Linked DNA regions of Arachis hypogaea: region 1 is linked to region 2. Evidence: chromatin contacts called from public Hi-C data. All regions are on one chromosome and are shown on one strand. Each heading gives the region's core, a stretch centred on a gene start, on an enhancer-like site or on the middle of the called end of the contact. The rest is flanking DNA. Distances are from core to core; before and after follow the strand shown.

Evidence for each region. Hi-C and Micro-C count contacts between places; a contact is called where the count stands out from the background.
Region 1: a contact with region 2 is called in a Hi-C map of leaf, with 2.0 times the contacts expected there. The contact joins the promoter of LOC112775875 here to the promoter of LOC112775832 in region 2. A contact is called at or near these places in 2 of 8 Hi-C or Micro-C datasets (both in leaf).

Annotation. Positions count from the first base shown.
Region 1 is chr19:26,883,780-26,889,947 of arahy.Tifrunner.gnm2.J5K5, forward strand. It overlaps LOC112775875, which reads left to right and starts at 1,952. Exons shown (of 9, transcript XM_025819774.3): 1 at 1,952-2,134; 2 at 2,365-2,437; 3 at 3,364-3,444; 4 at 3,985-4,050; 5 at 4,610-4,707; 6 at 4,816-4,941; 7 at 5,295-5,549; 8 at 6,068-6,133. The coding sequence starts at 3,393.
Region 2 is chr19:26,751,836-26,758,929 of arahy.Tifrunner.gnm2.J5K5, forward strand. LOC112775832 (protein SENSITIVITY TO RED LIGHT REDUCED 1) reads right to left here and starts at 1,586. Exons shown (of 3, transcript XM_072226402.1): 1 at 603-1,586; 2 at 1-38.

The DNA.
Region 1 (6,168 bases), core at 702-3,201, 130 kb after region 2:
CGGTCATTCTTTGGACCTCAGCTTAGAGTTTTGCATTTTGGGCCAGCAGCTCCAATTTTGTTAATTGCAGGATTCTGTTGTCGGCCATACTGGATGTCCCTGCAAAATAAGGCACGGGAATAAAATAAAAACAAAGACAAAATTATTTCAGTGGGGTTAATCTATTTTGGGCTCCACGGTGGACGTCAATTTGTTCTGTGTTAATCAGCTGCTTAGCCGAGGTATAACCCGAACTCTCCGAGAACAGGATTACTCGGTTTTGCTGATCTTCTCTTTCCCTCTTTCTGTGTCTCCAAATGTCGGGGTCCCTACAAGAAAACACTCCGATGTCCAAGTCGGCGAGATCATCAAAAAAATATTCTTCTTTTAATAATGCTTTCTGTTTTGCTATATTCCCTTTCGTTTGATTCCTTCTTCGTTTTATAGGGGTTGGATCGTTCCGTTCGTGTTTGAAGTTGTAGTCCTTCTTAATAGGAGTGGCCGTTGTGTATTTTAAATGTTTGTTTCAGCCCTTCATTATTGTGGGTTACTGATGCCGCTCATCTCGACTTCTAAAAGTTATTGTCTATGTATGCTTTATTGGAGATATACTCTATTAGTTCCAAGATTGAAGGTATAGTTCAATTATGTTAGTGTGATTACGGTGATTATAGTATATTAAAAAGTATGCCTACAAAAAATATGATTTTAATGTTAAGAATACTTGCATAATCACTAGCTATAGCTACTATAGTATATATAATCATACTAAAATCTACTTATATATATATATGGTTAGGATTAAATAAAATTCTGAAAAAGAATATTTATTTATTTGAAAAATAAAAAATAAATTGTGGATTAATAACCGCATTATGTTGATAATAAAATAAAGATAATTTCAACGATATGATGCTTATGGATCGTTATATTCCATTACTGTTAAAGAATAAACCTCATCTTCAGTGGTCAGTCGGCTCTAGAATATGCTCCCCATTTTTGATGATATGAAGATTCCTTGCCATAGCACTTTTTTCCATTCCTTTGACTAAACTTGTGTAGATGGAATAGCCATGGTTGGGTGCAGTGATGAACAGATGATAATATATAATTAACAAACGAGCCTTTTATTTGGCAATGGAAAGTAAACTTTGATATAGAAATAATATACAATAATTTATCATGAGAAATTTTGAACACAAAATAATTGTGTGGACGTAAAATGGATTTGGAGTGTGCGTCTCCCATCATTATTTCTACTTTTATTAAAGTGGGGTATGTTGGTTAGACTTTAGATAACCAATTTTGATTTTCTTTCTCTTTGTTTTTTTTTTTCTTTATTTTTTCTCTTTCAATATTAAAAAGCGAGGATATTAAACTTATTTTTATGTGTTTATCTAAGGTTTAGTTTGGTTTTTTTTTTTGAAAAAGTATTTGTACTTTTTAAAAAGCACATTATTTTTAAGCACAAATACTTATATTTGATAAATAAAAAAATTTATGTATTTGTGCTTTTAATTTTTAAAAATTAAAAATATTTATTAAAATTAAAATATCTAATATAATTTAATATATTAATTAATATTTGAATTTAATTCTTATATTAATATTTATTATAGTATTTTTAAATTTTAAAATTATTTTACTAAAATTACTTGTTATGTGTATTTATTAAAAATTATTTTTAATTTACTTTATTAAATACAGATGTTATAATTTTTAAAAATAAAAATTATACCAAATTAAACCTAATACTCACATATATTTAATCACAATTTTTACTTTTTTAAATAATTATTATTGATATAATTAATATAAAAAATAATTATTTTTATTAACATAAAATTACGTAATTAAAGTCACCAAAAAAAATTACGTAATTAAATTTACATATAAAATATTTTATATAATATCAAAATTAAATTCTATATTTGTTTACTATAAAATTAAGAACTGAGCAATCAGGGAAAATGAGTGAAACATAAAATATAGTTAACGAATTCTAACAATGCTCGCCACCTCACATTTTAAGCGTCACCTCGCACATTCAGCCTAGTGGTGGGGTCCTCCTTCTACACTTATAAATACATAGATTTTCTCAGCAATGATCAACATCATTTCCCTTCTCTGTTGATACAACACTGCAGGGATCCAGGTATCATTTAATACGTTTCATTTTATTCAACAACTTTTTTTTTAACTTTAAATTCTGTTCACTAATGTTATTTTCGTGTTAATGTGCATAAAAATATATGGATATTACTCTAAAGTACGTCTTATGTGGTTCACGTTGATTTGCACATTCATGCATTGATTATCATGTAATAATTCATGGCCTATGATTATGATTGCTACTAATTAATATTTTCGTTTTAACAAATTCAGGCAAATTGAGATCATTGAACTGTGAATTGCAAGATTTGATCTTTGAGCCCAGGATCCTTTGATCATTCATCAGGTATGTACAAATTTTTGCATTGGTATGTTTAACTGTATCTATAAGTCGAATTTTTTTAGAGAAAAGAAAGTAAAGTTGTTTCAACTTTAAAGAATAATTTGAGTTCATTACTCTAAAAGATCCTTCTCTCTCATCTTGTTTGTTCCACGATTTTTGTCTTTCAAACGTACCTTAGGATACGTTTGTAAGGACGGGACACACAAAATTGTGTTTGACAAGTAAGATATAGACAGAGATGTTGTATTTAAAGATAATGAATTAGTATGTTTTATATTCCTCCTAATATAAAAGACACAGAGACACTAATAAGGGATATAACTTATTTTTTATTTTTTTATTATTTATGTTAATTTTTTATAATTATATTTTTTTCTCAATTTTTTTTAACAGAAAAAAATGAAAATAAATTAGATTTTCATAATTTGTTCTAATTTATCGTCAAATAGAATATAAAAACACTAAATTTTGTGTCTCTTTCCTTTGTATCTTATTTTCAGTGTCTTATCTTATCCAATTTTCAAAAACAAACGCAATCTTAAAATTTTTCAAAAATGTTAGATGCACACAAAAAATCAACTACTATATATATTGTTTAATTTATTTTAATGTATATTTTATATTTTACCATGAATTTTATATAAATAACTGATTTGGTAGCTAATTTTTTGTATTCATATAGTATAGTTGAATGTTTTAAAAGAATAATAATAAAAATCTTTTTAGCCTGAAAACTAGTAGTTTTGCTTATTCTATAATTTGACTTGTCCAAAATTCTTATGATCATGAAACTGCAACCTATGTAAAATTTTCAGTTGTCAGTTTTAGATTTCAAGGCTTGCATAATTAGAAATGAGGAAATTTATTTATTATGTATATATGGTTTAGGATTGTTATGAAACTTTTTTAACTAATAAAATTCAGTTAAGTTCGTTGCAGAGTAGAAATTCTTTTAAGAATGGATGCTGATCATGGGATTGCTGGAGTCAAGTACGAGTGCTTGCTTTTTGGTAATGATTGAAAATTTGAATGCTATTTATGATCAAATGAAAAAAAAAAACAAATAATCGATTTTGATGTTTGTTAAATTTTTAAGGTAAAATATATTTTTTGTCTTTAAAATTTGACAAAATTTTTAAAAATACTCTTAAATTTTATTTTGTTTCAATTTTGTCCCAAAAGTTTTGGATTTGCATCAAATATACCATCGACAGCTAAATTTTCAAAAAATTTAAGACCAATCTAAAAATTATGCTTGATTTGCTTGCGTTGAGGGTTGTTCTTATGAAATTGTTGTTGAATTGGTCTTAAATTTTTTTAAAAATTAGTCGTTAAGAATATTTGATGCAAATCGAAAACGTTTAGGACAAAATTAAAACAAAATAAAATTTAAGAATATTTTTAAAAATTTTATTAAACTTTAAGGACAAAAAGTATACTTGACCCTATTTTTAAAATGAAGAACTTAAAAGTTAAATCTTTCACTTTATAAACATGGAAGAAAATTCAATTAAATATTTCTGACTCCAAATTTTGTTCATTGTTGACAGATATGGATGACACTCTCTACCCACTGAGCATGGGTTTAAATTTGCTATGTCGTCAGAACATAGAAGGTATAAACTAATTCAAAATATATCTTTTTAATTCTTCAGATAAATTGTAGTAAGATCAATGATGAAAATTACAAAGTTATCAAAACATAGACAACTTGTTAAAATGAGATATTCTTTTACTCCATCGAGAAAATAAGAATTTTTATACTAAAATTGTGACTAATATAATAAACATGGCCTATTTATAAAACCTTTTATATTCTTTTCTATTCTTCTTTTTCTTCAAACTTTGTTGTTTTGACTTATGAACATAGTATTATTTTATGAAACTTGTATTATTTGAACATTTAAAAGTGGGATTAATACCCAACTCAATCTAAGTGAAATATCATAATATCAACACAGTGAATGAGGTGTGTTCTAATGTGACAAAAGGGTAATGCTACGGTGAAGAGTGAAGTTTAGTTTTCGCGAAGAGCAACTATTGTTTCTTTTAGTAAAAAAAAATCCACAAAAAAATTATCATATGCAATGCATGTGATATTTAAAAATTTAGTAAAAACCTTCACTATTCGTCCAATTCTAGTCTTCACTTTTAGTTAACCAATCTTGTTTACAGATTATATGTTGGAGCACTTGCATATTGAAGAAAGTGAAGTACCAAAGATGTGCCTGGATCTGTACAAGGAATATGGGACAACTATGGCAGGATTGAAGGTATGAATACTATTTGAAATTGTCCTAAGTTTTCTTTTTCATGAAAATTTTCTTTCTATAGTAATAATAATAATATGATGTAATGAGTTTGTGTCAATTTCATTTCAGCTCCTTGGTTATGAGTTTGACAATGATGAGTTTCATGCTTATGTTCATGGAAGATTACCATATGAGAAACTGAAGCCTGATCCAATGTTAAGGAACCTCCTTCTTTCCATGCCTCAGCGCAAAATTGTATGTCATGAAAAGAAAAAATAATAATTATAGTAAAAAAGAAAGAAGAAAAGCTTAGGATACATTTGGTTTGCATTTATTTTCTTTTTTCATTTTCAGTATGGTATGTTTTTCTAAATTTTGTAAAGGAAAGAAAAAAAAGTGAAAACAATAACATCCTATTTTCTATTTTCACCTCATGTTTTTCTCTTTTTCCTTTACAAAATTCTAAAAACAAAAAATACTGAAAATGAAAACAGAAAATAAAAACGCAAACCAAACGTACTCTAAACAGTTTTAATTTGTTGACTTTGTTCCATGTTTAGTGAAGCTAATTCCATAAAAATTGTAATGAAAAAAATTTCATTTTGCAGATTTTCACCAATGCAGATCATGCACATGCAGTTCAAGTTCTCAACAGATTAGGTTTGGAAGATTGTTTTGAGGGAATTATATGCTTTGAAACTCTTAATCCTCCCAAAGAACCTAAGGATGATGATGATATGGTCATAGAGAGTGCAGAATTTAATAATGACAATAATTTAAGGGACTCACGTATCATATGCAAACCATCCATTGAAGCCTTTGAAGCTGCCATTAGAATAGCTAATGTTGATCCAAATAAAACAGTAAGTTTGATTACTTAACCAAACAGAATTAATCACTTGTTTGATGTGTTTGTTTCTAGAATTGTTTTCCATTAGTTTCAAAAGACTGGGATTCCATTTGAATAAAAATAATGTTGACAGTACCAATTTACTTTCTTCATATCAAAATGGTACATATAAAGTAGCAACATGATTTTAATACGGAAATGAATGTTGTTATTCCTATTTTGATAATGTTACTATTTTTTTGTTATAAATTCATGCAAACATATAATGCAAAAATAGGGAGACTCGAACCCACAACCTCTAGGTGAGTATGGGGAGACTATGCTGTTTGAGCTATAGTTCATTGGCGAATGACAATATTATTTCACTTTTAATACTTTCTGCATTGACATCTCACTCATATTCTAAGATATTTTATTCTTATGACACCTCACATCTATTCTAAAATATCAATATCCTATCCATAATTCAGTAGATTGCTGATAAGCAACAAAGACAGAAGTAAAACTCAGTTTTCTTTTTATCTTATGCAGATTTTCTTTGATGACAGTACTAGAAATATTGAAACCGGAAAAGCAGCCGGACTTCAAACTGTCATAGTAAGTTCTAATTTTTCTTTCTATGCATGTTATGT
Region 2 (7,094 bases), core at 336-2,835:
TTAGCTTTCACTGCTGCAACATACAAAGCATAGGCAAACTTTCCAGCCACCAAACATAACCATTAGGACCTATAGATGCAATCAAGAAATAATAAGACTAAAAAATTCTGATCCCATGAAAACAAGCACAATGGCTCAAGGACGAAACAAAATTTTTTAGAACAATTCAATGACCTAAATGAAATAATAAAATCAACAATTCATTGAATTTAAATGATAAACGTAACAACTACTTAAGTGAAAAGTCATTGAATTTAGATTCATATTCAATCAATTATAAGTTCATATTTTCTTCTTCTATCAATCACAGTCTAAGCACAATTTCTTCAACATCAGCCTGAAATGTATTGAAAAAATATGATTTATGGCACAAACAATATGTCCAATTTAAATGGTGCATTACAGTGTCACATTACATGTTTTTTGTGCATAAAATTTTATTGTGACCATCTTAGAGTCAGAATTATTGTTCACATTACAAGACACTATTATATTATTCTGATTTGAAGCTTTGTTGTTGTCAGCTACCCCGCATTCTACAAACAAATGCAATTGCAAGATACTATGGACTAGAGAAAGGGCAAGTAGTTAAGATAACTTACAGTGGTGATATCACTCAGATGCATGTCACCTATCGATGCGTTTGGTGATGCTTATTTCTTGTATGCTGCTGGTAGAATTCGTAGAAATGCTTAAGAACTAGTTAGTATATGATTTGTATAATTATAAGCTTATGTAGTAACTTGCATGCGGTTGTGTGAATTTCACTCGAGCAGATGAACAAATCCGCTGAACAGTTTCTTTGTATGACTAGTTTGGAAATCACAAAACAGGAAAACACAACACAGCAAAACCAGCAGCACATCACTAATCATAATCAATAATCAAAAGACATTCAATAATCAATTATCACAAGACCTTCAATAATAAATAATCAGTAAAATAACTATTCAATAAAAAATAAAGAAGACACAAAACAGCAACACAGCAGAACCAGAGCTCATTCAATAAAAAATCACAACACAGCAGAACCAGAGCTCATCGGTAATCAAATAATCGTTCAATAAAATATTAAAACAAAAACATTCAAATAATCAGTAATCAAATAATCATTGAACAGGGCATAAACAAAAAACGCAGAAGACGGTGGTAGGTTGGAAGAACCTGCGGCTGAGCAAATGAAGAGCAGACTCAAAGACGCCGAGCTCGAGGAAGAAGCTGCAATTGGTGGGTTGGGGACTTCGAGCACGACGACCAGACAAAGACGGTGGTGCCTGAGCGCGCGACGGAGCAGATGAAGACCAGGGACTGACGCGCCGAGCTCGAGGAAGAAGCTGCGATTCTTGAAGGAGGAAGAAGCACGAACGACCAGACGACGATGGTAGTGCCTGAGCGCGACGGACGGCGGCAGTCCTTGAGGCGGTGGTGGAGAAGCTAGGGTTTCATGTTTCAACTTCCTTCTGATTTGGGGAGAAGCTGTTAAGTGTTTGGAGTGAAGACTAAACGGAAGGGGAAGGAAGGTCACGCGTGCGTGAACCAAAAATAATTTTTTTTTTTTTTGGTAAAGTTCAAAACGACGTAGTTTCATTAAAACGATTGGTTTCAATTTCACTTCAACCGATCAGTTTTCAGACTGATTCAATGGTTTATTAACGGTTTTTTAATTAGCGATTTTACATGATTAACTGGATCGTTAATGCTGCCAGTTCACGGTTTGACTAATCGATCCGGTCCAGTTTTTAGAATTATGGATTACATGCATGGCAGGTCGCGGTGAGAAGCAGCAAAGAGGGACACGGTGAGTACATAGGGGAAGAGGGAATTTTCGGTGGAGTGGTGAAATGCGTAAAGATTGGAAAGAACACCAACGACGAAAGCATCTGCTGGGCTGACACTGACACTAAGAGACGAAAGCTAAGGGAACGAATGGAATTAGATACCCTAGTAGTCTTAGCCGTAAACGATGGATACTCGGGATTGCGTGTATCGACTCGTGCAATGCTGTAGCTAACGCGTTAACTATTCCACCTGGAAAGTACGTTTACAAGAATAAAACTCAACAGCAAGGCTTGGCGCAAAGATCGGTGGAGCACGGTGGGTGGCTGCAGTTTGGCTGTGAATTACAGAGGAGGCTGAGGTAGGATTTTATTTTTACAAAGAAATAAATGAAGAGTGAAATGGAGGGGGAGGGGGTGAGGGGGAGGGGATTTGAATATGGCCTGGATTTTGATGTAATGCCTCCGTATGGGCTGCTGGGTGAAATTTTTGAAGAAAAAATATAGGCGAACAACGTTTTTTCTGAACAATGTAAACAATAGGTTAAAAAAGAAATGTTAATTTTAAAAATTAAATTTTGAATTAATTAGGTTTAATCATAATAAAAGAAAAGTTAATTTTAGTTTTAAAAATCAAATTTTGAATTAATTAGATTTAATCATAATTTTGAATTAAAAGCTAAAGGAGCGAATGGAATTAGATACTCTAGTAGTCCTAGCTGTAAACGACGGATACTCGGTGTTGCGTGTATCGACCCGTGCAATGTTGTAACTAACACATTAACTATTCCACCTGGGGAGTACGTTTCGAGAATGAAACTCAACAACAGCAAGGCTTGGTGCGAAGATCGGCGGAGCACGGTGGGCGACTACAATTTGGCTGTGAATTACAGAGGCTCATCTAGGGTTTTATTTTAACAAAGAAATAAATTAAGAGTGAAATGGGAGGGGGGATTTGAATATGGCCTGGGTTTTGAGGTAATGCCTCCGTATGGACTGCTGGGTGAAATTTTTGAAGAAAAAGTATAGGAGAACAACGCTTTTTCTGAACAACGTAAATAATAGGTTAAAAAAGAAATGCTAATTTTAAAAATTAAATTTTGAATTAATTAGGTTTACTCATAATAAAAGAAAATTTAATTTTAGTTTTAAAAATCAAATTTTGAATTAATTAGGTTTAATCATAATTTTGAATTAATTAGGTTTAATCATAATCAATCCTGTGCCACCGTCGTCGCTGCTGTATCGCGACCCTGGTGCCCCCCACAGCTGCTGTCTCGTTACTTATTTCTTATCAACCAAGTCAGATGTTTATTTTACTATGTATGTGAATGGTTCTTTTCATTCTAAAGTGGATGTTTATTTGGGTATACTGTTGATATTTTAATTGATTTGCTTGATTCTGCATGCACATGTTTCGCAGGATGTTCATTTTACTATGTATGCAGATGGTTCTTTTCATTAAGATGTGGATGTTCATTATTAAACACCACTCAAAGAAAATCTCCAATTTCTTCTCCCTCCAATATATGGTTTGAAAAAATAAACAGGTGCGAATGCGATAAAAAACATAGGAGACTCATGGTAGGGAGGGTGGTGGCGCAGTTGACGGAGAAAAATTGTCGGTAAAGAATTTCACAAAAATGTCGCGTTGCAAGTATAGTTCTAAACCGACAAGCAATCCTCAATCAACGTTTAAATTCTTTGTCACTTAAGCAAGCCCAATAAAATTAACCGAAATATTTAAACTTTAGGTCGTCTCTCAAAGGAATTGCAGGGAAGTGTAGTTTATTATTGGCTATGAAAAAATATATTTTTGGGTTTTGTAATAAGAAACAAGAAAGTAAAATGGCAAGAAAATAAACTAATAACTAAGAAAGCTCTTACCAAGGAAAGAGAATTAGAAGTCCTATCCTCATTATCATCGTCAATTGTGATGGTAAATATAAATTGCTTTCACTTAGTTATCCTCTAACAAATGAAGGAAAGTCAAGCGAGCAAAATCGACTTAAGTTCACAAGTCCTAATCAAAGACTAGATTTTAGTGAGGCTCAAGCCAACTAGAAACTTTCAATCACCAATCAACAAAAGAATTTTGATAACTCAAGATTCTCTAATTAATCAATCTAAGTCAAGAACATAAAAATATAAATTAAAATCCACCCAAACATTTTATCAAACACTTGAAGGCATAAAATAAAAACATAGAAAATTGACAAGACATAGGAAATTCTAAGACTAACCAGAGCAAAGAAAGAACAATAACAAAGCAATTGAACAATAAGAAATATGACACATAAATTGCATTAATGAAAATTGAGAGTAACACATGAACTCATAAACTAAATTAGCAAAATAAAGGGATCAATAAGGGAAGTAGATAACTCAAGTGCTAGAACAAATAAAAGTAAGAGAAAACTAAATTAAAATAAGACTGAAACCTAAATCTAAAGAGAAATTGGAAAAAGAAACCCTAAACCTAGAGAGAGGAGAGAGCTTCTCTATCTAGAATTCTACATCTAAAACCTAAAGTATGTATGAATGAAAAGTGAATGGTGAATCCCCTTCCAGCTTCACTCTGCAACCTATTGTCCTCATTTTCGGGACTGAAACTGGGTCAAAAGCAGCCCATATATCGCCCCCTAACATTTTCTCGTAACTGAGGCATGTGATGCTTGTCACGCGTACGCATTGATGGATATTGAATTGGCCACGCGTACGCGTCATCCACGCATGTGCGTCATTTGTCTGCTGCGCCAGTCACGCGTATGCGTTGTCCATGCGTGCGCGTCGGCTCCAGCTTGTCAAACTCTCAATTTCTTGTGTTCCTTCCACTTTGGCATGCTTCCTTTCCATCCTCTAAGTCATTCCTGCCCTATAAAATCTGAAAACACTTAACACACATATCACGACATCGAATGGTAATAAGAGAAGATTACAAATTAGCAATTTTAAGGCCAAAGAAGCATATTTTCAATCATAGCACAAAATTAGAAAGGAAACTTAAAAACATGCAATTTATATGGATAAGTGTGAGAATACTTGACAAAATCCACTCAATTCAATACAAAATAAATCATAAAATAGTGGTTTATCAATTTCTCCACACTTAAACATTAGCATGTCCTCATGCTAAGCTCACAAGAACCAAAAGAATGAAGAGGGATGGTAGGACTTATTAAATGCAACCTATCTATATGAATGCAACTACATGCAAAAATGCTTCTACCTACTTGGTTAAAAGTAAATAAATCTTTCAAGAACAAATATGAACTGGATTCCACTAATTCAAATCTCAAAATAAAGTACAAGTATACTTGCAAGAAAAGAGCTCGTGAAAGCCGGGAACAAAGAATCGAGCATCGAACCCTCACCGGAAGTGTATACACTCTAATCACTCAAGTGTTTGAGGTTCGATTCTCTCAATTCTCTACTAATCTTGCTTTCTAAGGCTTGCTATTCTTCTACCAATCAACAAAAGTTTAATGCACGAATACACATATCAAGAGGTCCTTTAAGGGTTGTAATGGGGTTAGGTCAATGTATGATTGTATTTGGTCAAGTGGACTAAAATCTGAATCATTGATTAACCTAAACTTCCCACCTAACTTCAGACAATTCATGTAATCAGAATATAAAATCTAACTACCCATTAACTATATTTTCCACATATTCATGCATCTGAATTTGAGTACAACTCATGCATTGCTACCACCATTTACTTTGGGGGCATTTTGTCCCATTTTTATTATTGTTTTTCTTTCTTTTTTTTTATTTTTCTTATTTTTCTCAATGCATATGATTAAGGTATTGGATGTAGAATATGTGCTCAACTATCTTTTTCACATTTTCACAAAAATATACAATACCCAATTCCCAAACCAAATATTTCCAAACCCAACTTCCCCACACTTAATTCATGTACACTCTCACTAGTCTAAGCTAACCAAGTACTCGAATTCAAGACATTTATTATTTTCCACTTAGAATCAGTGATGTGCCACAATAAAGAACAAATGGGATAAAATAGGCTCAACATTGGTTTGCAAAGGATAATGAAAGGGTAAGGCCATATGGGAACGTGAGCTTAGTGAAATAAAGGCCTCAATCACATAAGTGCATGCATACATCAAACAATGAAAATATAGAGTCAAGCAAGACAAATATCACAATTTTAGAGAGAACAACACACACCGAATCAAAATATTGGTTGATAAGATACAATCAATCAAATAGGTTCAAAAATCTCACTGGGTTTGTGTGTTCGAGCTCTAAAACCATGTTCCAAAAATAAATTTCTTCAAGCAAATTCAAAGATTTTAATTCAAATTAGTGAAGTGCCTTAAAATAGTTTCTTGGAAAAGAAATTATTACTTCAACCAAGTAGTACCTAAATGCAAGCAACTAACTACATATGCAATCTATCATGCAATGCAACAACTCACTAATAAAGAAAATTAAGAATTAGTATTGAGAAATGGAATTGTTACCCACGGAAGTCGGTATCGACCTCCCCACACTTAAAGATTGCACCGTCCTCGATGCATGCAAAGATGAACAAGGTGGGTACGGAAAGTTGGGCTGCTACAACTGATGAGTTTCTTCAAAGGATTGTGCGGAAGGATTTGTTGTTCGCTCTTTTGAAATATTTTCCGTTCTCCTTTTGGTGGCCAGCCTGAAAAGAGAGAAAAAGGAAGAAGAATATCCCACAAACAAAGATATGAAAACAAATAAAATATGGGTGGGCTAATGCCAAATAAGAGTGATGTTCTCAATTACATGGTAGCTACAACATGTGAGTGAGAAAGCAATATAAACTAACGGTATGTCAGCTAAATATCAAACAAGTCAAGAAGTACTCAAAATGATTCAAGAATTATTCAACAGTCGAGTGAGAAAATTCAACAACAATATTAAGATATCAAAAATAGAAAAGAAAATAAGAACAAGTATAAAGTAAAAATGCAATGGATGAAAGTTTACAAATGTAATAAACAAAGGAGAATGAAAGATGAGAAAAAAAATAAAAGTGAAATTTTGAAAAGAGGGATAAGAGGAAGATAGAAAGGGAAGAAAAGAAATGGGAGGAGGGAAGAAGAAGAAAGGAAGAAAGAAAGAAGAAGAAATAAGAAAGAAATAACAGACAGGGATGCGATGCGGATGCGTCGCCCACGCGTACGCGTGGTGTGCAGTAGAAAGGAGGGACGCGTACGCGTGGATGGCCAAAAATAGACAGTGACGCGTGAGCGTCGGTCACGCTTGCGCGTCACTCTTGCTTCTCAAACCCTCAATTTCTTGTGTTCCTTCCACTTTGGCATG